2 separate regions of the Macaca mulatta genome follow, and region 2 is linked to region 1. The links are chromatin contacts, called in public Hi-C maps. All regions are on one chromosome and are shown on one strand. The core of a region is the stretch at or near the end of the contact, and the rest is flanking DNA. Distances in the headings are between cores, read along the strand shown. Region 1 has its middle 18 kb from the start of MTHFS. Region 2 overlaps BCL2A1 (BCL2 related protein A1).

What was found. A called contact is a pair of places that touch in the nucleus more often than the background predicts.
Region 2: a contact with region 1 is called in a Hi-C map of CD4 T cells, with 3 times the contacts expected there. The contact joins two enhancer-like sites. A contact is called at or near these places in 5 of 14 Hi-C or Micro-C datasets (CD4 T cells, blood, fetal cortex germinal zone and 2 more).

Annotation. Positions count from the first base shown.
Region 1 is chr7:58,129,903-58,135,374 of T2T-MMU8v2.0, forward strand. It overlaps the pseudogene LOC106999253. Among named protein-coding and RNA genes, the nearest start is that of MTHFS, 18 kb to the left of the region's middle. Within about 2 kb of position 2,464, at least 28 of the 40 cell types and tissues checked have an H3K27ac peak or open chromatin away from gene starts, as enhancers often do. A contact at or near this core is called in CD4 T cells and blood, where this site is marked.
Region 2 is chr7:58,163,834-58,169,390 of T2T-MMU8v2.0, forward strand. BCL2A1 (BCL2 related protein A1) reads right to left here. Exons shown (of 2, transcript NM_001261278.1): 2 at 1,010-1,249. The coding sequence ends at 1,142. Among named protein-coding and RNA genes, the nearest start is that of BCL2A1, 7.5 kb to the right of the region's middle. Within about 2 kb of position 2,473, at least 15 of the 40 cell types and tissues checked have an H3K27ac peak or open chromatin away from gene starts, as enhancers often do. A contact at or near this core is called in CD4 T cells and blood, where this site is marked.

The DNA of each region.
Region 1 (5,472 bases), core at 1,214-3,713:
ATCACTATTATCATCACTTGCAAGAGCCATGTGACAATATTTAGATGATTCTGGGTTCTTTTAAAGTACATACATACTCAGGATTCCTTTGGGAGGATGCAATTTCACATTTATATGAAAAACTGTCACTACCATACTCAGCTCTAATAATATTTGATATCACTTGGTAATAAAGGTTTGCCGGCTAGGCACAGTGGCTCACGCAGCACTTTGGGAGGCCAAGGCAGGCAGATCATGAGGTCTGGAGTTCAAGACCAGCCTGGCCAGTATGGTGAAACCCCATATCTACTAAAAATACAAAAATTATCTGGGCATGGTAGTGGGCATGCTACTTGGGAGGCTGGGGCAGAAGAATTGCTTGAACCCAGGAGGCAGAGGTTGCAGTGAGCTGAGATCATGCCACTGCACTCCAGCCTGGGTAACAGAGCCAGACTCTGTCTCAAAAAAAAAAGGTAAATAAAAAATAAAGGTTTGTCATCATATACTCAAAAGTACTTCTGTTATTCAAATCTTCCTAACTGGGAGTTAGAACTATCTCTGATTCTGTTCTTGTAGTTGTCAGAGCATAAAATGCCCTTCCCACTCTTTCCTCATTTCCAGACTCCAAAGCCATCTCCTCCTCAAAGTTTGGCCCATCTATTTTGGACTACTGTTTTCTTACTGAGCACTGACAGTACCTTTTGTTCTCTCTCTCTTTTGGTAATATCTCTCTTTTGGTAATTCACTATACACTTTCTAGTTTATTTAACTGCATAAAACTTAGTTCTCCACAAGACTATAACTGCCTTATGAACAGAGATCAACACCTGAGAATCTTCAGAGTCTCCTACTACATCATGTAAGAGCTCACTAAATGTTTGATTTAAATAACTAGGCTTAAGAATAATATATTGGCCGGGCGTGGTGGTTCAAGCCTGTAATCCCAGCACTTTGGGAGGCCGAGGCGGGAGGATCACGAGGTCAGGAGATCAAGAACATCCTGGCTAACATGGTGAAATCCTATCTCTTCTAAAAATACAAAAACAAAAAATTAGCCGGGCGTGGTGGCGGGCTCCTGTAGTCCCAGCTACTCGGGAGGTTGAGGCAGGAGAATGGTGTGAACCTGGGAGGCGGAGCTTGCAGTGAGCCGAGATCGCACCACTGCACTCCAGCCTGGGCGACAGAGCAAGACTCTGTCTCAAAATAATAATAATAATAATAATAATAATAATAATAATAAACAGCAGCTAGTTTTGGAGAGTTTACTATATGCCACATCCAGTGCTAAATGCATACGTGGATTATCTTACTAAATTTTCTGAACTCTATAGAGTAAGTGCTATTATTTGAGAAAGAAAGTGAGGCTCAGAATAACTTGCTCAGGGTCATACAGCTAGTAAGTGGCAAAACCAGGGCCTGAATCTAGCAAAGCTCTTAACTACCTCAGAACACTGCACAGTTCCAGCCCTGCTATACTATAGTCCACGAATGATTTCGATTTCACTAAGTTAGCAGTTTGAATTTCAGCTGAGCAGAGACATTTTAGCTAAAAAGTAAAATTTTTAAAAGGATGAATTAAGAGAATTTCCCACAGACATCTTTATAATAAAACGAGGGGAAAAGCCTCCCATGTCCTATTTATGAAAGTGATATTAAGGTGTGGGTCACAATTTCGTCAAGAAGTGGCTTATGACAATACAGCTTTGGTTTAGATATTTAAATAGGACTCTTTCTCTGCCCCTAGGAGGACGTGGAAATGAAGGATGGATGTGATAACTGTCAATTCAGAACTCTGCAAAATGCCAGACTCAATTCTTGTTTTAAGAAGAGCCAGGGCTCTTGTTCCACCCTGGATTCTTCACACAAAACAGCACCATCCTCTGACCTCTTCACACAGAGCAAGCTTTACCTCACTACCCAAAGGGGAGTGCTGATCCACATGGTCTCCCCATCCCCGCTAGAAACTGATCCCAAACACCAGCCGCTGCACAGACGTAGGCTACTTTGGTCTGCAACCCCCGAACTTGGTAATACCTCATCAACCCGACCCCTCCCCAACATTCAAAATGCCCGGACCACCATCCGAAAGCCAGTCTCTTATACAAAGGAGAATCCCTGCCTACAAAGTAGTTTTCCACCTCCGACTCCTCCCCACAGCGAACAGCCCTTCTGGATCCAACTAACCCACCGACCCCAACAGGGCCCAGCACCCACAGGGTTCACAATCCAGAGGAGCTACAAGCCCTGTTACTCGCAAGTCTCGAGCGTCCAACTCCAACTGACCTTCCCTCTGCCAGAGCAAGAACACCACGAGTACCCGCCGAGAGCGAACCTGGCTACACAAAGCCAGGCGCCCGACCAGAGGGACCCTCGGGGATGCCCTCCGCCCCTGGGGCTTCCCCGACCAGCCCCGCCGGGCGCCCCGCGCTCACCAGCTCTCCTCCCCCTCCTCCCAGCCTGACAGACGCTCCAGCTAGTCCAGCAAGCCGCCCTCCCCCGCCGCCAGCAAGAAGGTGGCGTCCCGCAGCTTCTGGTTACTCTTCCGCCTCGGGTACATACGGCCCCGCCGCACGACTCGGCGCTGAGGCCCAAGGGGAAGCCCCGAGGGGACCCCGCGCGGTAGGAGGGAGTGGAGGCGCTGGCGAACCACCCTGCCGGGCCGATGGAGCCGGGGCCCCGCACAGCGCGAGCGGCTCCTCAGCTGTTCATGCTGCTTCCCCAGCTTCTTCACCGGCTCCTGCAGCTTCCGCACCTCTTGGTCCGCGTTCACGTTGGAGTTAACGTCCTCCATCCCGGCCCGGCTGCCTCCGTCGCCCGCCGCCCACTCGCTCTCGCAGCAACAGGGAAAGAGCCGGAGGAAAGAGGCGTCCCCGCCGCTCACTCCAGCCGAAGCGCCCGCATGTAGCAGGACCAGGCCCCGCCGCCAGGGTCCCCCCAGCGCGGGTCCCGAAGTGCAGCTGGCGCCAGCCGAACCGCCTCCTCGGCGCCGGTCCGGGGTTCAGGGAGGGAGCACCAATATCTGGCCTCTGCCGCCATCGTCCCTCCGCCCCCCGAGGGTCGCCCCTGTAAGTGACCTCAAAGCGTCGGGGGTGGGCGTGGCCGCCGGCGGGCGTTGAGAGAACCCGGCGCAGAGAGGATCACCGAGCTCCCGACAGGGCGGGGCCAGGTGTGTGAGGGGCGGGGATTGGGCCAGGAGGGGCGTGTCCGGACTGCTGGCTGAAGTGGCGCGCTACTGGACGCGCGACTGAAAGTCCCTGCGGTCCCGGAGGCGAGCAGAAGGTATGCCGCGAGCCGGGCCGAGGTGGTGAACATGGTCGGCTTGTGGTTCCCACGGACCAGTCCCGCCCGACTCCGGGCCAGTTCTCGAGTGGGCACTCAACGGGGTCCGGGGAGAGACAGTTAACTTTGTTCAGCAAATATTTAACCGATGCCTACTTTTAATTAGAGATTGTCTCCGCTGGCGGGAGCCTCAGAGACAGCCTGTGTCCTCTTTCTTCACCTGAAAGAAACCCAAATTTCAGACAATTAAGAGAGGTCTAAGTTAAAAATAATAAATATAATTTCTTCCTACTGGCCAGATACCATGCTAAGCCCTTTTTTTAATTATTATTTTTTATTTTTGTCGCCCAGGCGGGAGTGCAATGGCGCGATCTTGGCCAGTTGGATCGAGTATTTTCCTAGCTATACAGACCTAGTCAAAGAACGTATTTGTTTGCCAACGTAATTGTCAAGTAATATATATTATCTATATAATGGACATCTAAAAATCATTGCTGTTTCTGACCAGTCTAAACTTGTTGCCAGAGGGTTGAAAATCATGACTACTGGCTAGTCACGGTGCCTCACGCCTGTCTGTAATCCCAGCACTTTGGGAGGCCGAGGTGGGCAGATCACGAGGTCAGTAGATAGAAACCATCCTGGCCAACATGGTGAAACCCCCTCTCTACTAAAAATACAAAAATTAGCTGGGCGTGGTCGCACACACCTGTAGTCCCAGCTACTCAGGAGGCTGAGGCAGGAGAATCCCTTGAACCTAGAAGACAGAGGTTGTAGTGAGCTGAGATTGCGCCACTGCACTCCAGCCTGGGGACAGAGTGAGACTCCGTCTCAAAAGAAAAAAAAAGACTACTTCATGTATAGAAGTTTTCACTGGCATTTAATGCTTTGTGAAATAGATTCCAACTAGTCAGTGTCTGTAAGGAGAACCCTTCCAATATACTCCTTGAAAAGAATAGTTCACTGGACATATGAAGTTAGCACTAACGTTTGGAGCAAGAAGAGCTTGTTGTAGTGTGGAACAAAGAATTAAGAATCAGAAAGCCTGATGTTGGGTTCTAGCTGTAGCATAAATGTGCTTGACCCTGATCACTGGTCTCTTAATCTCTGGTCCTTAACTTACTTTAGAATATGTGAGTTGGAGGATCTCCAATATTTCTTCCAGGACCAAAAAGTAAAGGATTCTGATGAGTCCTCATGGTTGCAAAACATAAGAGTAAATATACTTAAATATATAGAGAAGTTCATAGTAGATAGATATACTTGGATTTTTTAATTCAGTTGCCTTACTCAATATGTTACCTTTTTCACTCGATAAATATTGAGCTTCTACCATGTGGCAGGCACCAGTCTAGGTATTTGGATGTTTAATAGGCCTTGTAAGTACAGGACAACTTTCATGGGTTTTTTTTTGTTTTGTTTTTTTGGGGGTGGGGACAGAGTCTCACTCTATTGCTAGACTGGAGTGCAGTGGTGCGATCTCGGCTCACTGCAACCTCCAACTCCCAGGTTCAAGCTATCCTTCTGTCTCAGCCTCCCGAGTAGCTGGGATTACAGGCACGCATCACCACGCCTGGCTAATTTGTATTTTTAGTAGAGATGGGGTTTCACCATGTTGCCCAGGATGGTCTTGATCTCCTGACCTCGTGATCTGCCCGCCTTGGCCTCCCAAAGTGCTGGGATTACAGGCGTGAGTCACCGTGCCTGGTGACAACTTTCAACTCAAACCCACAGACACACACACCCTCAAGTCTGCTGGTCCTGTAGTTTTCACCATTCCAGTAAATGGCAGCTCTTTTCTTCTAGAAAAGAGCTTTTTTGGCCTTCCAAAGTGTTGGGATTACAGGTGTGAGCCACTGCGCCCGACGTACCAAATCCATTCTTTAAGCAAGTCATGCTGGCTCTGCATTCAAAATATGTCTGATTATTTCCCAGTACCCCCACTGCTGCAACTGTAATTCAAATCACCATCTTCTCTTGCCTAGATTACAGTGGTACTGTTTTAATGAGCTATTCCACTTTGCTACTTACAGTCTCTTGTGTACACGGCAACCAGATGATCCTTTGTGTACGTCACATCAGGTTACTCTCCTGCTCAGAATCCTCCAGTTGCTTCCCAGTGTATTTCAGAGCCTTTTCCCTGGCCTATAAGGCTCTAGATACTTGGCACCTTCCGCAAGTATCTCATTAAACCACCCTTCCCCTTCTCACTGTATC
Region 2 (5,557 bases), core at 1,223-3,722, 34 kb after region 1:
AGCCTGGGTGACAGAGCGAGACTCCGTCTCAAAAAAAAAAAAAAAGAAGTAACTGCAGTGGGGCCGGGCACAGCGGCTCACACCTGTAGTCCCAGCACTTTGGGAGGCCAAAGTGGGCAGATCACGAAGTCAAGAGATCAAGACCATCCTGGCTAACACGGTGAAACCCCGTCTCTACTAAAAATACAAAAAATTAGCCAGGCTTGGTGGCAGGTGCCTGTAGTCCCAGTTACTCGGGAGGCTGAAACAGGAGAATGGCTAGAACCCGGAGGCGGAGCTTGCAGTGAGCCGAGATGGGACCACTGCACTCCAGCCTGGGCGACAGAGCGAGACTCACCTCGAAAAAGAAAACAAAAAAAAAAAAAAAAAGGAAGGGAAGACCAGGAAGGTCTAGAACAAGGTATAGCTTCCATATTGCAATCAGATTTGCTGACCTAAAAATTAGAACACAAGGTCTAACAAACTACATAATTTTCTAATCCGTTCATTTTTACAAAAAAAAAAACAAAAAAAATTTTTTTAACACTAGCTCCACATTGAATCATTTACCTAATTTTCTTTGGTCACAATATCCCCGAGTATCTTGCATATCGGGTTGCCATATCCATCAACCCCAAATGGCAAGCCAGAGAGAGAAGGCTGGGGAGGAGGCATCAGTGGAAACTCTAAGCAGCCAGGGGCACTGGAAACTGCAGACAGCATGGGAAAGAAGGAAGGAAGGAAGAAGAGGGAAGCCGACCTGAGTCTGCTTCTAGCCTGAGTCTGCTTCTCAGTCTAGTCTGCAGTCTAGCCTAGTGACATGGAGGACTTCTGGGTAATGGGCACCCCTGAAAGAGTCTACCGACGGGCAGAAAACACACCACCTTCCTGGTTGTCATCCCATAATCCATTGCCTGTCTCCTGTGTTGAGCTTTACCCTTCGGCTGAATTTCCAGGCAGACCCAAGAAATTAAGACAAAATGGCACATAGAGAAAAATACATACAATTTATTCATTAAATGGGGAAAAATTTCCATAACTATGGAAAGTCAGGTTACATCATCACAGCTGTTTGTTTAAAACTAGAAGTATGTGTTGGCAATCGTTTTGATGAGAGTTAAGAAAATTAGGCCGGTTTCACAATATGGAGTGTCCTTTCTGGTCAACAGTATTGCTTCAGGAGAGATAGCATTTCACAGATCTTTCCTGTAACTTCTAGAAAAGTCATCCAGCCAGATTTAGGTTCAAACTTCTTTACAAAGCCATTTTCCTATGAGAGAATAAATTTAACATTTTAAAAATCATTGTAGATTAAGTATGCTGTAATAAAAAGCAAAAATATTTTCATTTAAATAGTGCAAATAGTTAATCTTCTACTCCTTCTACCCCTCTTAAGCAGCATCATCTAACAGAAATACAGTGTGACCTACATCTGTAATTTTAATTTTTTTGTAGCCATATTTTAAAAAGTAAAAAAATAGGTAAAACTAACTTTTAAGATACATTTAGTGTTATTTTAATATGTAATCAGTATAAAATCATTAATGAGATATTCTTTTCTCATAACAAATCTTCAAAATCCAATGAGTATTTAGTACTTACGGCATATCTTAGTTCAGACTAGCCACATTTCACTACCATAGTGGACAGCAAGCACAGCTCTAGAGGATAGAAAGCCTATTTTTTTTTCTTGTTCTTGTTCAATTGTCCAACATTTATTTCAATGCGCTTATATTTGTAATATGAATTCTATTATACTGTAAACTGCATTGTATTGAAAATCATGAGAACTCACAGTAAATCCAAATTAAACCAATACCTTTGAAGCTATGAAAAGGTTGATGGTTTCTTTCATAATCTACTCTCTTTGTGATCATAGTTTTAAAAATATACAGTAACCCAACTAACTGGACATTTTATTTAGTTAATTTACAGTCCGTAATCAAAGAATGCTCACTGAAAATTACCTCTGAGATAATCTAGCCTGAAGTCCTCCCTTATTTTAACAAATGAGAAAATCGAGGCCCAGAAAAAAAATAGGTTATCTAAGATTAGCCAACACCTTGGTGCCTGAACCTGGATTAGAATGCAAACACTCTACTTCTTTCCACTCCATACATTTTCAAACAAGTGCCAAAAGAATTAGAAAATTGGTAAAATAATGTTTCCAAATGATCATCTGGCAAACATTCACATCTCCATCTTACAGGTTTCAGAACCTGGGGTTACAAATACCTGCAAGTAGCTCAGAGCCTAGCGTAACTAATATTGAAACAGAAACCAAGCATAACTCTTTGATAGTTGGGAGAGATTCGAGAGCTCTGTGGTGCCTTGGAATCATTTTATGAGCATCATTGGCAGAGCGGATGAATATCACCAGCCAGGGGGATTTCCCATTTGAAAGATTTCCTAAGAAAGCCATTTTCTGCCTACGTGTTAAGCGTGCATCGTGCTGTGACACATGCTGTCATACCTTGATAGAGGAAGGAAACTGTCCCTCTCTCTTCCTCTTTCCCTCCTGCCAGTACATACTCATAGTTTCCCATACACTCTCAAGAGGTATCCACTTCATTACTCTCCTTCCTAGAATTTTCATAAACCCCATGTTTCGCAAGTATAATGAGGCCCTCTGAAATGATTTTTTTTTTTTTTTTTTTGAGATGGAGTCTGGCTCTGTTGCCCAGCCTGGAGTGCAGTGGTGCGATCTCGGCATACCTCAGTCTCTGCCTCCTGGGTTCAAGCAATTCTCCTGCCTCAGCCTCCTGAATAGCTGGGACTACAGACGCATGCCCCCATGCCTGGTTAATTTTTGTATTTTTAGTAGAGATGGGGTTTCACTATGTTGACCAGGCTGGTCTCAAACTCCTGACCTCATGATCCAGTCACCTCACAAAATGCTGGATTACAGGTGTGAGCCACTGTGCACAGCATGATTTTTATTATTATGACAATGATCATTGTCTATTATCATTGAGCAGTCATAACATATCATCTTATATACATCAATGTCTAAAGAAGGACAGTGAACAAAGAAAAAACTAATGAATTCAACCAGATGAAGATTAAAATTTATTTATTATTATTATTTTTTGAGTCAAAGTCTTGTTCTGCCACCCAGGCTGGAGTGCAGTGGCGCGATCTCGGCTCGTTGCAACCTCTGCCTCCTGGGTTCAAGCGATTCTTCTGCCTTAGCCTCCCAAGTAGCTGGGACTACAGGCACATGCCACCACGCCCAGCTAATTTTTGTATTTTTAGTAGAAACCAGGTTTCACCATGTTGGCCAGGATGGTCTTGATCTCTTGACCTCGTGATCCACCCACCTCAGCCCCTAAAGTGCTGGGATTATAGGCGTGAGCCACTGTGCTCGGCCTAAAATTTTTTTTAACTATGAAAAATTAAAATTAAAAGAACAATAGACTAGGAAAATATTTACATATAGCATGAAAGAGTTCATTCAAATGTAACGGAAAATCCTCAGGCCCTTAATAGTCTAAAAGGGAAAGACCATTAAAGAGAGAAATATAAATCATTAACAAGTGTATGGTAAAAACACTAATAGCAGTTAAAGAAATGTACTTTCAACACAGTCTTATTGTTTTTTAGACCTATTAAATTCGCTTTGTTACTTTATGCCTATCAAACCCTCAAAATTATTAATAGTACCACCCACGTTGTTAAGTTTGTTGTGACATTGTTCCATTGACATGCTTTTGGAAAGAAAATATGTTTTCCAATATGCTAGAGTATTGTAATTTTATACATATCTTACGAACCAGTCGTTCCATTGTTAGAAATTTATCATGAGGCAGTCTTCTAAAATATTGGAGGGTAGGGGGTACCAGAAAAGCATACCCATGCTTCAGTACTGAAGCATTATATCTAAAAGGGGAAAACTCAAAAAAAAAACTGTCTAACAATTGTAAATTGGTTAAGTAAATTATGATATGACAAATTAACAGAATATTCTGTAGATATTAGAAATTAATACCTAATGTTAACATGGAATATGTGAGACAGTGTTGAAAATATTTATAATATGTCACACGAAAAAACTCTTGTATGCCCTAATTACAGTTGCATACAGTGTCTGCATGTGGATATGTTACGGTGATGGGAGTGACTTTTCTTCCTTTCAAAAATGTTATTTTCAGACATATTTTCTTTAATGATGCTATTTGTATCTTAAAACCATTATGCAAAGATAAATATACAAATAAGGATTCAGTATCTTATCAGTAATGTAGTAGTAATTAAGAATTGTTTCAGCCTTATTATTTCTGGAAATGGTGATAGTTTGTTAAATTCAGCTACTTTGGTTACAAGACAACCAAAGCATAAAATAATATGCTGTATCAATAGTCCAAAGAAAATCAGAACTTCAGAATTTTTAGAGATAGAGGCAGCCGGGTGCAGTGGCTCAAGCCTGTAATCCTAGCACTTTGGGAGGCTGAGATGCGAGGATGGCTTGAGCCCTGGAGGTTGAGGCTGTAGTGAGCCAAGATCGCGCCACTGCACTCCAGCCTGGGTGACAGAGCAAGACCCTGTTGCAAAAAAAAAAAAAAAAAAAAGATACAGACAAATACCATTATGTTGTTCCCACTTCTCTAAATATTATTTATTCATTTATTCATTCAGGAAATATTCACTGAGCATTGGCCACATGCCAGTAGCAGTTAAAGTGCTGGAAACACAGTGGTGAAGAAAGCATACAGGATCCCTGTCCTCACTAAGCTTATATTCTCATGGCAGACACAGACAATAAACAGAGAAGCAAACAAATATGCAATGGGATATCCAGTCATGAAAACTATTATGAAGGCAATCAAGTTGGGCAGGGAGACAGAGAGTGGCAGTAGTACTTTCTCAGTTGGGGTGATCAAGGAAGACTTCTCTGAGGAGGCAACCTTGGAACAGAGGCCTGAGCAAAGGGAAGAAGTAAGGATAACAAAGAAAAGAGAAACCTCTTGGCCTAATGGTATGACCCAAGCTTTAAAATGGTGGTTACTGGGAAAGCACCAACTCTGACTGTACATCCTACTTTCAGAAAGGCAAAGAATAACCTATCTAAACTTCCTGGAATTTCCCACGTAACCCTCATAGTTGCATAGTATTTGACAGCTTGGAAAGCACTGTTTTACAAAAAGTGTTTTATAATTGTTTAGCTTTCCTTTAAAGGTAGGTAAGATTGTTTTCATTAAATATTATATATAATAAATTATCATATGTCATATCATATTATGATATACATTATATAAGGAATCTGAGTCTCAGAGTACCTCAGTAACTTACCCAAGGTTATACCTCTAGTGAGGGAGAAAACCAGAGTTCAAATCTCCAGTTTCAGTGTTGCTTCACTGAATCATTCCATCAGCAAATACTTGTTGTTACCTTCTATGCAATAGGCCCTATTCTAGGCATGAGGTACACAGTGATGCATTAAGTAGACATGATTTCTCCCACGTGGAGCTCAGTGCCAAGCATTCTTTCTACTCCCCCGGCATACGCAGAGGAGAATGCTTCATTGAAGGCAGAGGAAGTAAGAAGAGCCACCTGGTTCAAAAGGAAGGGTGATCCCAAG